Regions from separate parts of the Gossypium arboreum genome. Here region 2 is linked to region 1. A link is a contact called in public Hi-C data. All regions are on one chromosome and are shown on one strand. The core of a region is the stretch at or near the end of the contact, and the rest is flanking DNA. Distances in the headings are between cores, read along the strand shown.

Region 1 (2,700 bases), core at 172-2,671:
GAAAGATAAATTCATTAATTTATTCAATGAATGGAACCATACAATTTAAAGAAAAAATAACAAACACTCATCGTAGATGATGAAGCATAAGTTCCATCAATACAAAATTATTAACTTTTTAAGTATAATAGAATTGAATAATTAATTTAGTTAAAATTAAGTCCCAAATTTATTATTTTAAAATTTTAACTTTCTTTATATATTCTATAATTTTTTTAAAATTATAATCTTTTAAAAAGTACAGAATTTTGAATCTTTTATAAATATTTTGAATTTTGAAAATTATATTAAATTGTTTAAAATTATTTTGAACTTTTTTAATTGTTGTTGAGGAAGGTCAATTTATTCATTTTAAATTATTTAAATTGTAAAATTTAAATTTAAACTCAATTAATTCAAGTTAACTAAAAAATTTAAAACTCACTTAAGTTAATTTGAAATTCAATTTTTTTTCGAAAGAAATGAATTTTACTCCGCCAATAAAAGTGACTAATACATTAAAAAGCAATGAGCAAATTTATACAAAATAATTAATAAATCTAAAACTCAAAAAAAAAAAGTTAACCTAATAATTATTGCTGATAGTTTACGCCATCATCACATCTCAAAAGCCAAAGAGATCTAAAATAAAAAAGATCCTAACCAACGTGTAACATGTTCCTTCGGACATTAACCAAAATGAAAGAAAAACCTTGACTTGACATTCAAGTTTGAAAAGCTGATTTTTTTTAAATTTATTATTTTCAACACTTCAGTAAAGTACTTCAGAAATTTAAATATAAAGTTTTATATTTTAATTTAATATAATCATTTTATAATATTATTAATGAACTCAATAATTTAATACCATTAATTATTATTTTTATTAAAATGTTGATACTATTTAAAGAAAAAAGGAACTGAGGAAATGAACTATTTGACATTACTTTTATCATAAAAATATGTTTGCATTTTAATCAAAATAATTACTCACAAATCAATTATATTATAAAATTAAAATATTTATATTAAAATATAAAATTATCAAATTTAATTGGCTAAAATAACTTTTAAAAAATTCAATTAAATGCTTATATTAAAATACAAAAATGTGAGTGGTAGTCGCGGTAATTTCAACTCCAATAGGATATATTTAAGTAATTGCAGTTAAAAAATTCATAGTTAGACTTAGGGGTGGGTCGGTCGGTCCGCCTCACGGTGAGCACCGGTCTGCTCATCCCTACTGTCGGCGATGTGCTCCTAGCCTTAATTAGTTAAGTTGTTCCTCCGACGCTGTTACTTTGAAGAAATTAGAGTGCTCAAAGTTGACCTACGTTTGTATACATTAACATGGAATTATCAAATTTAATTGGCTAAAATAACTTTTAAAAAATTCGATTAAATGCTTATATTAAACACAATAATTTAAAAAATAAATAAATCCAAATATGGTGAGGTGGTACCATCCAAAGGTGGAAAGTACCAGTCTTTCACTTCAATGTTCAATTCTTCTCCTCGAATTCACTCTTTCTCCCTTTACAAATTTCACCATTTTCCAACTTTTCCTTTGAAACATCCTCCATTTTTCAGTTTTTGACAATGGCGGACAAAGTATTCCCTTCCTCCAAACCCACCGCCACCGCTGCCCCTGGTGGATCAGCAGCTCCTACTACTACTACCACCACCACCACCACCACAACCAACGGCGGAACTACAAAATCCCACCTCATTAACCCCACCGCCCGCCTACCCTACCGTCCACAGCCCCATAACAGACGTCGCAACTACCGTCCACGGCGCAACTACTGTTGCTGCTGCTGTTTCTGGATCATCCTCATAATGCTCGTGCTCGCCCTTTTAGTAGCCATAACTGGCACCGTCCTTTACGTCCTTTACCGCCCTCACCGCCCTTCTTTCACCCTCGCTTCCCTCCGTATCCACCGCTTGAAGCTCAAAACCGCCGCCGACTCCTCCACTTCCCATCTTTCAACCCTTTTCAACTTAACCCTTTCTTCCAAAAACCCCAACTCTCATCTCTCCTTCTCGTACGACCCATTCGTCATTTCATGTGTGACCAGCAATGGCGACGTTCTGATAGGGAACGGAACGTTGCCGTCATTCGTCAGCGACGGCAAAGAGGAGTCGACTTTCAGGGGGGTTACGGTGGCGTCGTCGTCGGATTTGGACGCGGAGACGGTGAACAACTTGAGACCGGAACTGAAGACAGGGAATGGAGTGTCGTTGAAAGTTGAGATGGATACTAAAGTGACAGCAAAAATGGGTGGATTGATGAGCAAGAAAGTTGGGATTAGAATTACGTGCGATGGGATTAAAGGGGTTGTCCCGAAAGGTAAGTTGCCGGCGGCGGCCAATGTCTCCGGCGCTAAATGTAAGGTTGATCTCCGTATCAAGATCTGGAAATGGACGTTTTGAGACGAGGGATAAAGGTTTTCCATTTTGATGAATTTTTTATTATGGTTTTGGTGTTGAAATTTGAGTGTGAAATTGGATTTTTTTTTTCATTTAAAAAATGTAACGTCATATACCAATTCTATCAATCAGATTTCCAGCATTATTTGTTTGAAGTTTGATGGCTGGTTTTAATAATTTTTGTAATTCCATAATAATAATCAGCAGCCACCTCTATAAGCAAATGACTGAAAAGTGGGAAATGGCAATTAGGGTTACGGATAACCGCAGTTAAAATAAGATAGGTTCTTC
Region 2 (2,700 bases), core at 185-2,684, 360 kb after region 1:
AAAACCAAAGATTTTCACCCCTTGTTTCCCGCTTCTTTGCTTGTGGTCCACTCAAAACACTTGGCATTAAATGAGCCTGGGATGCCATGGGTAGCCACACCGTGAGGTCCACATCCCACCACTAATGCTTTTGACAAAACTACTAACTATAACATTAATAATAAATAATATATATTTAATCTGTAATGAAGTTTTTTTTTAATACATAACATGAATCCAATGATTCCGTAAGATCAATTTTGAGTTTTTAGTAATTTCGCTTTTCAATAATTTCAAATCTATGACCGAAGTTGTAAATGATATGGAAACTCGAAATTTAAATCAAAATTGAATCCAAAAAGTGAAATCTTAACTAACTTGGTATTAAAGATAACTTGGACAAAAATAGCTATTACAACTTTCACACCGTTATAAATTCATTACATGAGAAATGTTATTTTTTTTAAGAATAGAATTATCAAATTTAGAAAAAAAAAATATTTATAGTAGATGTCGAAGGACAAGTTCCATTAGTACAATAAAAGCTTTAGCTTTAGCATTAATAGAATATTATAACACGTTAACAATTGTTTTTATTACAATTCAAGCACGATATATTTAGAGTGATTGCAAGCACTTAACACGATAAAAAAATTAGCCCCTGATGGTCCAAAGCAACGAGTAAAAATTGATAAAAGAATTGAGCATTCATCAAACTATAGAGGACGACAACAAAACCATCCCTAAAATGACTTGTAAAATTAATATTACATGCATAAGCAAAACTAAAAATCGTACTATAAGAGTAGATAAAAACTTCTAAAAATAAAGATTTATTAAACAATGGAAAAGCAAACAAAAAAAATATAAAACTTAAGATGACACGAGTCCAAATTGACTCGTGAAATCATTTATTATTCTAAAATATTCTCAAAACAGAAATAGATTAAGAAGTTAACGAAGAACCACTCACTTTCCAAGAAAAACTACTGGCTACATGTGGAGTTTTAGCGAACGACAGACATCGTTATCTGTTTATCATAACTTGTAAAGATAGCAAAGATACTCACAAAATAAATCTGTAAATTGAAAAAGAGAGAAGACATGTGGAGCGAATGAGAAGAAGAAAGAAAAAATCAGTGAGAGAGAGAAAAAAGCGGGTGATAGCTAATCCAATTGCATGAGCAAATTTAAATTATTAAAATGTCATAATCTAATTTAATGGAAGCCCAATTGGAATTCAAATTTTAAAATCTTGTGAAAAGTATAGGGATTGGGAAATAATTAAACTCTTTTGAATAGATTGATAATAAAGACACAATCACGTGTTTTCTTGTCAGGTAATTGGTATCTCATTTGTTACTTATAGAAACTAAGCATATAATTAAATGGACAAGTTGCATTAGTAAGAGTATTAAATTTAATAAACTTATCTATATTGCTATATAAGTCTGGCACTCTTTCCTTATTCATTTGGGTTTTTGAGTTGACCCTGCACTGTTACAGGAACAAATGGGGAAAAAGTTAACCAGAATATGATTCAGCCTACCATCCTGAAACTGTCTTCATTTTGTTAATATCTTTATGGGAACTACATAACAACCATTGAGCCATTGATGACTTACCTGAAGCTGGAGGTTACAATGGAGAAATCTGTTGTTTTGGTCATTGGCTTCTGGCTTTTGTTGTTGGGAAATGGAGTTCAATCTCATAGACAAGACAAAAAGCATCAATCTCTTCCAAGGGATCAGCCTTATAGAACTGGCTACCACTTTCAGCCTCCCAAAAACTGGATGAATGGTTTGTTTCCTTACAACTTCGACTTACCGTCTTTATACCCAGTTTTACAGAGTTGACTTTTTCTTTTTTGTGTGTTTTTTGACATGTAATCCTCAAATGGGGCACTTATGGCACTGCAGATCCTAATGGTAAGCCATTTTGTTTCTCCTGGTTAAGCTTTTCATGTGTTATGGTCATGATATTCCTGCAATTCCTCATATGAACAAACAAACTGTGGTTAATTTTGTAATAATGTTCCATATGATCCATCTACCTCAGGTCCAATGTACTACAAGGGAGTTTACCATCTGTTCTATCAATATAATCCGTATGCTGCAGTGTGGGGCAACATAACGTGGGCTCACTCAATATCATATGATCTTGTCAACTGGATTAATCTTGATATTGCACTTTCTCCCGGTGATCCTTTCGATATCAATGGTTGCTGGTCAGGCTCAACCACGTTCCTTTCCGGGGAGAAACCTGTCATTTTATACACTGGAAGTGATACCATGAATCGTCAAGTTCAGAACTTGGCTGAGCCAAAGAACCTATCTGATCCTCTGCTAAGGGAATGGGTAAAATCATCTCATAATCCTCTAATGTCCCCTGTTGATGGTATTGACCCAAAGAACTTTAGGGATCCAACAACTGCTTGGCAAGGCCCTGATGGATTATGGAGAGTCTTAGTTGGAAACGAGATGGATGGCCATGGAAGGGCACTGCTCTATCGAAGTCAAGATTTCATTACATGGTCCCAGAGCAAAGAACCTATTCACTCATCCACAAGGACTGGCATGTGGGAATGTCCTGATTTCTATCCAGTTTCCATTGATGGAAAAAATGGAGTTGAAACCTCTTCACTTGACAAATTCACAAAACATGTTCTCAAGGCAAGCTTCGACAACAGCGATCACTATGTACTAGGAAACTATACCTCCG

What was found. Hi-C and Micro-C count contacts between places; a contact is called where the count stands out from the background.
Region 2: a Hi-C map of leaf shows a contact between it and region 1, with 2.3 times the contacts expected there. The contact joins the promoter of LOC108484209 here to the promoter of LOC108484548 in region 1. A contact is called at or near these places in 2 of 5 Hi-C or Micro-C datasets (both in leaf).

What each region holds. Positions count from the first base shown.
Region 1 is chr6:110,658,567-110,661,266 of ASM2569848v2, forward strand. It overlaps LOC108484548 (NDR1/HIN1-like protein 13), which reads left to right and starts at 1,422. Exons shown (of 1, transcript XM_017788369.2): 1 at 1,422-2,586. The coding sequence starts at 1,579. The coding sequence ends at 2,412.
Region 2 is chr6:111,016,204-111,018,903 of ASM2569848v2, forward strand. It overlaps LOC108484209 (beta-fructofuranosidase, insoluble isoenzyme CWINV1-like), which reads left to right and starts at 1,435. Exons shown (of 6, transcript XM_017787915.2): 1 at 1,435-1,779; 2 at 1,899-1,907; 3 at 2,038-2,700. The coding sequence starts at 1,596.